2 separate regions of the Mus musculus genome follow, and region 1 is linked to region 2. Evidence: chromatin contacts called from public ChIA-PET data. All regions are on one chromosome and are shown on one strand. Each heading gives the region's core, a stretch centred on a gene start, on an enhancer-like site or on the middle of the called end of the contact. The rest is flanking DNA. Distances are from core to core; before and after follow the strand shown.

Region 1 (6,543 bases), core at 1,650-4,149, 220 kb after region 2:
AGTTACAGGCAGCTGTGAGCTGCCCAATGAGGGTGCTGAGAATTGAACCCAGGTCCTCTTGAAGAGCAGCAAGTGCTCTTAACCACTGAGCCAGCTCTCTACTCACCATGTCTTCATTAGTGAGCCACTCAAAAAACAGAGGCATGGCTCTAATAAGACAACACCAAAGGTGTCTAATCAAACTCCGTTCAGAGCTTGCTGGTTATCTAAATGAGTGTTCCAGCCCCAGAGGACAAGCCCAGTGAGTGGTTGGAGACATACCTTCTAGACACCACAATCTTGATGCATGTTTTGCCCATCAGAGCAAAGACTGCTACGGTGTAGTGAATGTGTCTGTTAAAGCCCTGTCCCCAAGATGTGGCACTTGGAGGTAGGCATCTGGGAAGTATCTAGGTTTAGATGGGAGCCTAAGGCTGGGGCCTCATGATGGATTTAGTGTTTTCATAAGAAAAGGAAACAATTACAAGTTGCTTATTCTCCATCATATGTGGGTCTGGGGAGAAGGTGGCTGTCTACAAACCAAGGAGAAAGGTTCACATGGGAACTGACAAGGACGGCACCTTTGCCTAAGACACTCTGGTTGAAGCCACCACACAAGCTGTGGTACCCGGCTATTATGACAGAGATGACCAAGATGAGGATGATGAAGGCAGTGGGAATTTTCTTGTTTGCTCATCAGTGGTACAGGGATTCCTTGCAAAGCTAGGCAAGTGCTCTACCACTGACCTGTGATCTCTACAGTTTTGTTTTTAGGGTTTTTCTTTTTCTTTTTAAAACGGAGTCTCATTCTGTAGTTCAGGCTGACCATAAGCTTACTATGTAACCCAGGTTGGCTTTAACTCACAGTGATCCTCCAGACTCAGCCACTCAAGTATGGGGATTGCAGGTCTGATCCACCATGCTGGGATATTATCCTCATTTTTTAAAAGTAGGGAACTAAAGAACAGAGTAGCTGAGTAACTTGCCCAAGGCCACACAGGCAGTAAATGGGCGTCCAGGACCAACCAGGCAGTCTGGCTTTAAGGTCTAGCCAAGATGTTCTTCAGCCCAAGAGCCTAAGGGTAGCCATATCCAATTAGTGAATCATCTCTTAACTTGAACTAGCTTCCTCAATTCAAATGGCCTACTCTCCAGACCTTTTAAGTTGGTCACACCCTATCTTGTCAGGCCTTTTCTCAAAAGTGGCTATTCAGAATGAAACAACAGAACATCCCAGAAGTGGTTACATGTTTGCTACACTTTGAAACTCTTATCTTGCTCATTCCGACTGGAAGGTTGCCCCTCCTACTCCTGGACCTAAAGATACAGTTTTCTTTTTGTAGCCCCAAGAGTTCTGCTGGCTCATCTGATTTTAAAACTCAAGAGTCTGAAAGAGATAAATCAGATGGCTGACAATCTAGATTAAAGAACTCTCGGGCCACTAAACACTTCACCTTTAAAAAAAAAATGTATTCTTCTGAGAAAACTCTGGACCAGCTGAAGTGGAACTGAGCTCAGGCAGTGCTCCTTCTTAGGAGCCTGCAGGGACTTTTTGATGGAGACATATCTCCCCCTGAGGCCTCAAACAGCAGAGCTTCCAGGAGCAAAGGCAGCTGATAGATTTTAATTCACAGATGCATTTGACAACCTAGAAACATTTCATTCACCCTTCTTTCCAAGGGAGGGCGGAAGAGGCTTTCAGCCACTCACGAACGAATCACTGGTAAAACTTGGTATTTTTTTGCAGCAAATCCCAGCAACTTGGATGGTCCCTTTCATCCTGCAAATATTTTAGGACTGCGGGACTCAGAGCTGGTTTCTTGTGGAAGTCCTACCTGGATCATTTGTTTATCTTTTTTTCCTTTCTTTATTTTTCGAGTTTATGAGTATGTGTATTTTGCCTGTGTGGATGGATATGCTCCATTTGTGTTTCTGGTGCCCAGGGAGGCCAGAAAACAATGAAGGAGTCCTGACACTGGACACAGGAGTTTGTGAGCCACCAAGGCATGTGGGTGCTGGGAGTCAATCCCAGGCCCTCTGACAGAGCAGCCAGTGCTCTTAGCTGCTGAGCCACCTTTCCAGCCCCTTTATTTTTAGAGTCAGGGTCTCCTTGTAAGGCTACAGCTGGCCTGGAAGTCACTATGAAGACAAGCTTGGTCTTCCATTTGTATGATGCTCCTGCCTCTGCCTTGCAAGCACAAGGACTCCATACATGCACTACCCTGCCTGGCCTGAATCTTCTGGGATCTGCTTATACAAATTACTTGAGATGGTGGTTTTGGCTTAATGTACTTTCTCTCTCCATCTAGCTTACAGAAATTCGAGGTTTGAGGAGCACGGCATGAAAGAGGATAATTACTAAGGCAGAAGTGACTTGGATGGTCTACAGTTTTAATGGCCATCTGGGGCTCAGGAACACAGGAAGACTGGACTCCTGCTCACGGCTCCGTCCCTTATGTTCAGACTGATTGGTCACTCAGCTGGCACCAGTCACAGGGAATGAAAGCAGCCTTTCTAGCTGGCTTCATAATTACCTGTTGACATATTCCCAAAACACGACAACCACGGTTGAGACAATCAGCATCAACAGGATTACTTTTCCCTTGACATTCATTATTTTCTCCTGTAGAGGCAGGGAGAAAAAAAGAGGGGGAAATAGATTAAATAAACTAAATCTGGAATGAGAGATGGCTTCTGGGGCTGGAGAAACAGCTGTGTGGTTGAAACACCTCAATGAAACACCTGCTCGATTCAGTTCCCAGCATCCACATTTGCAGCTCACAGGTGTCCATAACTCTGGTTTCACAGGACCTGATGCTCTTCTGGCCTCCATGGGGTCCACATATACAAGTGGTACATATACATACTTGCAGGCAAAACACTCATACCCATAAAATGTTTGATGCAGTAAAGATAATGAAAGGCATCTGCCCACATCCTTCCTAACAGGATACATTTGTAACTCACTCAGCGACAAGTGTCTCCCCTCCCCCTATCCCTCAAGCACACAAACTAGTCATGGCCAATTAGGCCAGCACAGTTAATGAGGCTTCATGATCTGAAAGGATGCTGAAGCCCATCCATGTGGGCATTGGAAAGAGAGGAAGTAGCTCTAAGATGTTCCGTAGAATTCTAGTTACCTCTGAGGCTCCCATTCAAAAACTGTTGTTGCTGGAACACTGAAGACTTGCTCTAATGGCTATAATCTAAGCCTGCACCCACTTTTCAGCCCCACCTGGTTCACCCCACTACACCCCCCACAAGCCAGCAAACAACTGGAACTACTGAAGGAGTCAGGTATTTTTTAAATTCTGCATAAGATTGTGAAAGAAAGGGAAGAGGATAACAAAAGACTGAGAAGAACTTTGGGACGGTGATTGTTCAGGAAGGCAAGATGCAGAGTGGGAATGACAGTTGTACACTGGAGATGAAGACAAGAGCTGCCACAAGAAAGGGGTGAGAGCCTCAGGGGCGCGCGGGGCGGGGGGCAGGGGGCAGCCTCCACAACGGGCTTGTGATGGCTATTCCTAGTGGTCAACTTGACTACATCTGGGATGAACTATAATCCAGAAACAGAAGGGCACACCTGTGATCCAGATCTTGAGGATGGAAGACTTGTTTCTGACTTGGATCTTGACATGGAGATCTTGTTGACATGGAGATCTTGAAGCATAGTGATCATGAAAATCTTAGGTCCAGGCAAATGTAGTACAGGCCTTTAATTCCAGGAGACTGGGGTAAGCAGATCTCTTGAGTTCAAAGTCAGCCTGGAACAAAGCAAGTTTTAGATCCAGGCATGGTGGTAGACACCTTTAATCTGAGCCACACCTTCTGCTGGAGGCCTACATAAGGACATTGGGAGAAGGAATATTCACTCTTCTTCTTTCACCTACTTGCCAGTACCATAGGATGATCACCAAGAACAGCAGCAGCAGTGGAGTGGAGTCAACTAGAGCCTAGAGTACTACAGAGGGCAGAGATGGAGAAGTGACCCAAGCCCTTTGGAGGATCCCAGAAGATCAGGTGTGGATCCCAGACATTGAAACAAGAAGCTGTGAAGCTGAAGTTGACTTGGGTACATCAAGATCTTAAAGATGCCGGAACTGTGGGATACCTGCTGAAGAAAGCTGCTTACAGGGAGTGGAACCAGCCCAGGAGAAAGAAGTTTGGTGCAGTCAACAAAGATGAAAAAGAAGTTGGAGATCTGAAGACTGCTTTGATATCAAACATGGAGGCACAGAGTTTGGAGTTTGCCTAGCTGGTTTCCTGTTTTGCTTTGGGGATTATAGTTAAGTGATTGGGTGATTCTCAAAAGAGACTTTGAACTTTGGACTTTTAACATTGTTGAGACTGCTACAGATTATGGGGACTTAGAAGTTGGACTAAATGTATTTTGCATTATGCTATGACTAGGTATGACTCCCTTAGACTCATGTGTTTGAACAAGCCTATGGGGACCAGGGAATGGAATGCAATGGTTTGTATATGCTTAGCCCAGGGAGTGGCACTATTAGGAGGTATGGCCTTGCTGGAGGAGGTGTGGCCTTGTTGGATTAGGTGTGTCACTGTGAGCTAAAGCTTTAATACAGGATGCACAGAGCTCTCAGTGGCCTGAGGGGAGATTGGCAGATGTCAGAGCCTTTGGGGTAAAGAAGAACTGGATCTGAGTTCAAAGAACCTTATTCACCTGTTGAGGGGTGGGGGTGGAGTACCAGAACCCTGGCATTACTGGGGGAGTCACAGACAATTCTAATGGCCAAAGAGAGAGGACAATTGTAGTGTACACCTCATGTTGCTGTTCCTATATTAGGAAGTTTTGTCACGACATTTTGATCCTTTTCAGCACTCTCCTGTCTGAGGAGAAACCGTTCCTCAAGACCAGCTGGCCCTTTGAGATTCTAAAAGCTCAGAGAGGACAATCCTTTGGCCCACAGATGAGCCAGGCCTCCTGTCTGGCCCACATACCTCACAGGCAATGGGTCCTGGCCTTGTCACCCAGAGCTCTGAGTAGATCTTAACTGCTCCCTCTGCCCTGCCTGCTGTTCTGCACGCCCCAATTTCCAACTCATAGTATCACTAGAGTGGCACTCCAGAGACCTCAAGGCTAGGTAGGGCACTCAGAAGAAAGCAGGCTGAGCAAGCCACGGAGAGCAAGCCAGAGCAGCACGCCCCCATGACCTCTATGCATAAGCATTAATGTGCTCTGTCTCTTGGTTCAGAGAATGCACACCACAGATGTCAAGCTATTCATGCGCGCCAAAGTCTGAATTCAACCCAGAGCTTCAGATTAGGCACCCCGGGTCGGGAGTGGGAGGCTCTGCTAGATCAAATTAAACTAGTTTTCTTGTTTTGACAATGGGGATAAGACTAGTGATGGAGGGGTGCAAATTTGAGGACAGCCTGGGCTATACACAGCAAGACTATCTCAAATAACAAACAAGGGCCAGAGTGATGGCTCCGCGTGTAACCTTTTCTGAGAAGTCTGCTGCCTGAGCCTGATACCCAAAATGTACCATGGAAGGGGAGAACTGGCTCCTAAGTGGTGTCTTCTGACCATCAAATGCACATTCTGGTACATGAGCTGCCAGCACCAATCACCACCCCCACACAAGCACATGTACACGCACACGCACACACATTCGTGCACATCTTTAATCCCAAATCTCAAGAAACAAAACTATGCTGCCAGATCAGCCAGGCTTACATAGTGAGACTGCCTTAGGAGGGAGAAAGAAAGGGAGAGGAGAGATAGAAGAAGGGAGGGCAGAAGAGAGGGAGAGACAGAGAGGGAGGGGGGAGGGGGAGAGCAGTGATTTCAGAGCCATGCCATAACAGGATACATGCTTTTCCAAAATGTTAGCCTTCGTTACTGATGTTCATAAAAGACGCTGCTGGGAGGATCTGCTGAAAACGAGGACTGGTCCTTAGAAAGTGCTCAGAACACTTGGAGAAAGTTCTGGAGTGCTGCAAATGGATGAGAACGGGGGACATTCAAGGCCTCGCCACCTACTCTAGCCCAGCCTGAGCTAGAGCTGCTGCCAAGAGAGATGAACTTTCATTTCTCTGATCAAGTCTAAAGACATCCTGGGCTTGCTGGGAGATAAGGGCAAGCCCAGGCCTCCAGGCTCAGCCGTGCCAACCCCACTTACCTAGGATCAAATCCAAAGCCTCTTCCTAGTAGAAGGAGCAGGACACAGAGAAACAGAGTCACCCGTGCCACCAGAGGCAGTCCAGGCTGGTACTCCTGATCCCCACCCTCAGCAGCCTGGTAGGGGTGTGTGTGTGTGTGTGTGTGTGTGTGTGTGTGTGTGTGTGTGTGTGACTTTTGTAGATTTCAGGAATTCATATCAGAACTGACTCCCAAGGTTGATTTCTTCCTGGGCTTCACTAATGGTTTGGAACCACATGCCCTTTGGCTGTGGCTAACTGAAAGCTGTCAGAGCTAAGTGTTAGAAATGGACACAGCGGGATGGAGAGATGGCTCAGTGGTTAAGAGCACTGACTGCTCTTCCGAAGGTCCTGAGTTCAATTCCCAGCAACCACATGGTGTCTTACAACCATCTA
Region 2 (7,260 bases), core at 722-3,221:
ACCCTAAAAATTCATTTTACAAGTTAGGAAACCGGGTCAGAAGTGATTTACTGATGGTTATATACTACTAAATGGGCAGGTAAGATTAAGCCAGAGTCTACTTCGACAGTACTTGTCCAACAGATATTAAACACCCATTATATGGCTAGCAAAACTACAGGCAACTTGCATGTCAAACCTGAGCTTTCTTTAATTCTAGTTAATCCTTAAAATGACCCTGAAATGTGGGCACAATTTATAAGGACACTGAGTCTGGGAGGTTAGCTAACTTGGTTAGGATCAATTCAGTAACTAACATGTAGGTATGGTTTGGGCGATTTTACTTGACCATGCACGAAAGCGTGTAGGCTAAGGTTTTGTGCCTTGGGTTCTGCCATTTCCTAGTTACACTGAATTCCCGAGATAATCGCCTGCTGCAGGGAAGGGAAAAGAGGAAGCTGCATTATTAATGGGTCAAATTTGTACTCAACAATCACATTTACATAAAAGGTAATTGAAACAACATGTCATGACCAGTAAACTTTCCAAGAATTTCCATACTTGGCTGTGCAGCCACCAAGAACATAGCTTTCTTCACAAATACGGAGGACATGCTACCACCACCTCTCCTCCAAGGAGCATTTGCCAGAGTAGCAGCTGACATGATAGATTTTGGGTCTTATCAGTTCTCACCCAGTGTGAATGGAGAGAAAATGGAATTCAGTTGTCTCCTCTCTGAACCGATCCAGTATTGTGTATCTCAGCCCTCGTGGAATGTACTGTAGTACAAAACATACCAGCCAGGATAGGGAGAAGCCATCATTTGTGTTCCATCATTACTCAGCTACAGGACAACTTCTGGCTTCGGTCCGTCCCTCGCCCCTTATTAAAAAAATGCGGAAAACTCTCAAAAGGCACTCGAAGCAAGCAAGCTATGTGTGAAGACACCTAAACCCGTGTCTGGCACACACTGGAGTTTTAGCGTTCCCGTTCCATCGTCTTTTCTCAAATTCTCGAGATGCCCAAACTTTTTCCCTTCGTTCTTTCTAGATGCTGTCTAGGTTCCAACCAGTGCAGGCTGGCCAGGGACTTTACAGGGATTCGGAGAACCTCGCGCACAGTCCCACACGCCCAATCCTCAGCCGGGACGACAGAGCGGTGGCTTACAAGGACACGGGAGCCAGCCCGAGACGCCGAAGCGCTGCCTTTTGTTGAGGCCCTGTAGGGTGGGACTGCCACGGCTGGGGGCTCGTGGGTGGCAGGCCGGCGCGCCACGCGTGGGGCAACACTGCGGGGGTGTTCTACAGCCGCGGGCAAAGGCGGCGAGACTCGGGCCTGCGGAGGCCGCGGCTGTGCCCCGCAGGTCGGACGGATGAGGTGGGAACACACCCTCCCTGCACGCCTCGGAGCCCGGCTGCGGGCAGGGAGCGCGAGCCGCCCGGGACGGCGCGGGCGACAGCTCGCCCCGCGGAGTCCTGTCAGGCCGGCGCCCTCCGCCGACCCCCGGGCTGGCCGCGGCCTGCGGGGCCCAGCCCGGGACGCCGCCCGCCTACCTCTCGGCTCGCCTCCGCCCCTTGGAAGGGCCGGGCTGGGAGGCTGGCTCCGGCGGCCCCTGCGGAAGGCCTTGGTTACCTGGGGGGTTGCTGGTGGCTGGGCAGCTTTCCGGACGGGAGGGGGACGTCAGGACGAGGAAGCGGAGGGCGGACGCGGCGGGAGGGAGGCCGGAATCCGTCAGCCGAGGCCCTGGCAGGTAGGCGGGCTGGCCGGAGGTTGCAGACACTCGGGTGGCAGTCGCGGTGGCGGCGGCGGCTGCTCCTGCGGCTCCCTCAGGATCTTCCTCGGGCTGGCCCAAGATGGCGGCGCTCCCTGCACAGGGTTTCCTGTCACCCTCGCAATGGGCCGGACCACAAAAGAAGGGGGGAGGATGCGCGCGCAGCCAGCGGAGCCCGGAAGAGGGTGGTGGAGACTAACCTGACGGCCACGCCCCTTCGTCAGTTCGCCCCTCCGGAGTAGACCCGCCTCGGCCTCGGCCCGCCCCCACTGGTCCTCACGCCTGAAGGAGGCGGGGAAAGGAGCCTGCGCAAGCGTAGTCGTGTGCCACGCCTCCCGGCGGAGTTACTGCGCAGGTTCGCACGCTGTTTTCTAAGGGTTGACAGTGTCTGTCCAGAATTGTCGCCGTTAGAGACCTAACTATTTTTAATACGCGTAACTGCTTATCACTGGGCCGCCTCTGTATACCGGCTTCTGGAACACACACGTATTTACTGCATTTATTCAACATTTACAGACCAATTGGAGACTAGTAGGAACAAGGCTGGCCAACACCCAGAGACGCTTCTCGTGCCATCAGAGGCAAAAGGGTGGTTCACATTGACCAACCCATTTGTATAATCATGTAGCTAGGAGGTGGCCCTTTCTTGTGTTTCATCTTTGTCTAGCTTAACCTTGCTTTGCGGACACCAGCAACAGGAAGAGGGAAACTTGACATTTTTACTCCCACCTTCCCAAGACACTTCCCACTCCCACCTTCCCAAGACACCTTGGTGAAAGCAACAGTTTCACTTTCTTGGTCTTTCGTCTTTTTGCCTTGTAGAACCTGGATGTGGATTTACTTATCTTACATTTACGTTTATCTTACATTTCCTTTTTTTATCTTATTATTTATTTGACATTTACGTTATTTATCTTACATTTACGTTTAATTTATATTTTACAATTACATTGCCACAAGGATGGATATGTTAATAACGCAAAGCAAAGCAATTTTTTTTTTCAGCATAGAAGTTGACCTTTTTTCTCCTGATTTTTTTTGAGGAGTGGAGTGGGGTTCAATACAGGATTTCAGTATGTACTTCTGGTTCCCCTGGAACTCACTATGTGAATCAGGGTGGCCTCTAACTTGCAGAGATTTGCCAGTCTCTGTATTCCCGTGTTATGGTTAAAGACATGCACCATCACACCCAGGTTTCCCCCCATGATTTTAAAGGATTTGGTACATATCTTGTGTGTCTCTGAAGGGACTATGGACTGTAACCATTATCCCTACCATGCCTAGTGGATAAAATGGCCCTTTCCAGAACCCCCAAAGAAAAGTCGCAATTCTAAGCGTTTAAAACCTTTCGTTGTAAACTGGTTCTGCCTTAGGAAAGTGAGATGTCATTAGAAAAATACATAGCAGTTTGAAAATCTCTTGTTTTGATAAATACATGATACAGACAACAGTTTTATACATGTCATTTACTTTCTCAGGTCCTCAGACTTTTCTCCAAAGTAAGGATGTGATATCTAATTCCTATCTTTCTTGTTAAAATTAAATAGACAATGCATACAAAATTCCTGGCATATAATACCTTGAATGGGGACTATTATTATTTGATAAGCATAAGGTACTCTCTTCCAGTCCTGGAGGTCAGTGGTTTAATTCATTGTGGTGGTTTAAATAAGAATGGGCCCCATATGACATATATAAGATAGAAATTGGTGCCATGGACTGGGGTGTTGTGTGACAGTCATGACCATTCCATTTGTTGGAGGAATATGGAAACAACTGGGACTTTGGACTAGAAAAAGCATTGGAGATTTTAAGTGGGGCTTAATATGCCATCCTGGTAGGAACATGGAAGACAGTGCCGAGGGCAATTTGAATAGGAACCTACTCAAGATATTTCAGAGGGGAATAATGAGTGGCCTAGAGGCCATCCTTGTGATATTTTGACAAAGAATATGGCCACTTTGTCCTAAAAATTCCTGGAGGATAAATTGAAGAATTAATGAATTAATGGCCTTGGAAGAGGAGATTTCAAGATAGCCTAGTGTTGACTGTGTCACTAGTGGTCACTTTTATTTAGATCTACAATGAAAAGAAGCAAGTTGGGCAGAGAGAAATACAGAATGCACAGTTATAGCACTAGAAAGTATAATGGAGCTAAGAGTCTTGGGCTCTGGAAAAAGTTTAAAAGAAAAGCCTGATGCTAAATGGAATAAAGGCAGTGGTGGCCTCAGGGGAGGACCCCACTCAACTAAGCTGCCAGTTTGTCAAAAGGGATTAAGGAAATTTTTAAGCAATTAAAGAAACCATAGAAAGCAGAAAGGTGGTGAAAATGTATTTGAACAAGGGGCCATGTTCCAGCCCCAGCAAAGAGAAGATCATGGCAGCTTCAGGCACATGGTTCTGACTTTAGAGTCAAGGATACCAGATATGGACTGTGGAATCTCTCTCCATGGCTAAGGAAAGCCACTGAAGCCAGGAATGAGTCAGCGTTGTCCTCTACATGGAGATCTAGAAAGACCACTGCATGGATCTGTGAAGGTGAAGCCTGGATTGCCTTGGAGACCCCAAGATGTTTGCGATGCCAGAGTTGTAGGAGAGCTGACAAGGAAAGCTGCCGACTAAATGTGGAACCATCCCAAGAAAGAAGTCTGTTTCAGCCAACAAAGCTAAAGGGGGTTGGAGATGTGGAGAGCGCTTTGATATCACACATCTGATGCAGAATTTAGAGTTTGCCCTGCTGATTTTCAGTCTTGCTTTGGTCCAGTATGTCTTCACTATGCTTCCTTTTCTCTTCTGGGAATGGTATCTTCTGTGCCATCGTATATTGGAAGTATGTGACCTGCTTTTTATTTTTGATTTTTCAGGAGATTACAGTTAAGAGATGGCCATCAGTCTCAGTAGAGACTTTGGACTTTTAAACAGTGTTGATACTGTTATATACTACAGGGACTTTTGAAATTGGACTGAATGTATTTTTGCATTATGACATGGCTACAAACCTATGGGGGCAGGGAGTGAAAAGTAGTGGTTTGAGTAAGAATGGCTCCCACAGGCTCATAGATTTGAATGCTGAGTCACCAGGGAGTGAACTGTTTAAAGGGATTAAGAGCTGTGGCCCTGTTGGAACCTTGTGGAAGAAGTGTGTCACTCACTAGGGGTGCATTTTGAGATTTCAAAATGTTAGCCCAGTCCCCCACCCCTCTCTGTGCCTAAGGAGTGAGATGCAGCTCTCAGGTACTGCTCTCACACATGCCTAGATGCCACCATATTCCCTGCCGTGATGATAATAGACTAAGCCTCTAAAACTGTAAGGAAACCTCAATTAAATGCTTCCTTTTCTACAAGTTGCCTTGGTCCTGAGGTCTCTTCACAGCAACTGGCAATGACTAAGACATTTATACATTTTTTTATACTTATGTACATATTTTGACATTTTTTAAATCAAGGAAATTTCTAGGCAGTTGTAGAACACTTGTATGTACCAGGATGTGAATTCCTTCTTAAACATGGCAAAGAATAAAAATTTTTTTTTTGCTTTGATACTGTCTTGGTAACTAAAGGAGAAAACTGAGCATCAGTTGTCACTGTTTGCTCAGGGATGAATTTGTACCTAACCAGAAAGTTTCTGTCTGTTTGTTACCTGAAGTGAAACCTTCTGGTGTTACTGAACAATTATTACACACCAAGAACTATCCAAAAGTCATTTTCTTACCTAGTTTCTATAAGCCTTTTTAATTTTTAATTGTAAGTGTATGAATGATTTGCCTGTATGCCTATGCACCGTGCGCATGCCTGGTGTCCACAGAAGTAAGAGGCACCAGACTCCCTGGAATGGTTGGAGTTATAGATGGTTACAAGCCACTATGTACATTCTGGGAATGGAATAGGTCTTCTGCAAGAATACATGCTCTTAACCTTTGAGCCATCTCTCTGGTCCCATTCTAAGACAACTCTATGAATTCATCACTGTATCCATCCATTTTACAGATGAAAAGGAGTAATGTCATATAGGCCTAAAGGTAAAAGTTGTCCTATAGGTAAAAATTGGCAGTGCTGAGTCAGGAGCCTGGCAGGACAGGACTCCAGAGTTCCTGCTCTGAGCTCTACCCTGCTACTCTTCCTTAGCTGCACTTGGAGATCTGGACTGCAGCTTACTGGATCATTTTGAAGTAGTATTGAACAGAAACATTGTTGCAAATGAAGACTGCCACTCATGCTAAGCAAGGAAATTATAAAGTTATTATATAGTTATAATCATTAATCATTATAAAGTTATTTCTGTAACCGATCCTAGAATTTCTAAAGTTAAGCCCAATGTAACTGAATGCTGTATCATTAAGAGCTGTCTTGCTGAACATCTGTCAGCACTTCCAGCTAACTCTATTAAAACACTGTTTGTATGTTGGAAGATATACACACAATATTTATAGGGGCACTGTAATAGCAAAGGACTAGAGACGAAAATAGATAGCTGTTACAGTAACTTACAGCACATCCGCATTGTAGAATATTATGCAGCTCTTTAAAAAGGTGACTCACTTATGTAATAGACATCGGGAAGCATCTTTTCTGTTGTCTTTGAACTCCTCCTGTGGCCAACCTAAAAACAAAAGTCTCCAAAGAGTCCATATTTTACATGCAAAGGGCCATGAGTGGCTGGAACTATGGACCTTCTAGCAAGGGATTTGAACACCTATTATTCAAGGTGTGGATCTTGTTCCAGGAAGCTCCCACCTCCACTCCACTGCTTTTCAATCCTTTCCCCCATTCATAGATGCTACGCACAGACACATACCCTCAGCACTACTCAGTGGAAAGATGGGCTGGAGAGATGACAGGGACATCGGTCTCCATGGAAAATGCAGTGGGGAGGGGCTCTCCTTCCACTCTCTGCATAGAGTCTCATATCCCCTTCTAGAGTTGAGAGGAGCTCTAATTCATCAAGGAAGACCAAGTATGCCTGTAGCAAGGGGAGACTGGATATCAGTTCAGGCAGCAGATTTAACTGATCCATTCTGCCCAATTGCTGCCTGCACTGGTGGAGGGAGGGAGTCAGCCTAGCAGGGGCTTGTGGAGGGGGAGAGCAAAGTATGGAGGGAGAACAATTTAAACTGCTTTCAGCTCTCCTCCCTCACTTCCCAGTCCCTCAATGGGGTGTTATCAGAAAGCTGAGGCCAAAACACTGGGACCGGCAGTCATCTGGACAATACAGCAGCTACTCGGGGGTCACCAGCTCCCAGGGGAGGCATTGCGGACCCCCTCAGTACTGAATCATTGCCATGACCACCTGGTCTTGTCTCACTGTTCTTTATGTACTTTATATATTTTCTTTTCTAAAAAAAATATTATTTTATTCTTTATCTTATTTCAGAACATAAAAAAATTAGAGTCATTTTCAGATCTACCGTGCTTATTAAACCAAAATAATACTTTTTTTATTATTAGTTTTACAATCTTAATTTTGTTGGCTAGTTTTCCTCATATGTTTTGGATTTTTGGTCCATAAACTT

The links. ChIA-PET counts read pairs in DNA pulled down with a chosen protein or histone mark.
Region 1: a contact with region 2 is called in an RNA polymerase II ChIA-PET map of memory CD8 T cells, with 6 read pairs. The contact joins the enhancer-like site here to the promoter of Rab14 in region 2. A contact is called at or near these places in 1 of 39 promoter capture datasets (the C10 cell line), 3 of 115 datasets of contacts at active chromatin or transcription factors (effector CD8 T cells, memory CD8 T cells and microglia) and 3 of 9 other capture datasets (adipose tissue, liver and pancreatic islet).

Annotation. Positions count from the first base shown.
Region 1 is chr2:35,419,667-35,426,209 of GRCm38.p6, forward strand. It overlaps Ggta1 (glycoprotein galactosyltransferase alpha 1, 3), which reads right to left. Exons shown (of 8, transcript NM_001145821.2): 3 at 3,566-3,746; 4 at 2,514-2,602. The coding sequence starts at 3,661. Among named protein-coding and RNA genes, the nearest start is that of 4930402F06Rik, 26 kb to the left of the region's middle. Within about 2 kb of position 2,900, at least 36 of the 459 cell types and tissues checked have an H3K27ac peak or open chromatin away from gene starts, as enhancers often do. A contact at or near this core is called in effector CD8 T cells and memory CD8 T cells, where this site is marked.
Region 2 is chr2:35,199,149-35,206,408 of GRCm38.p6, forward strand. It overlaps Rab14 (RAB14, member RAS oncogene family), which reads right to left and starts at 1,972. Exons shown (of 8, transcript NM_026697.4): 1 at 1,612-1,972.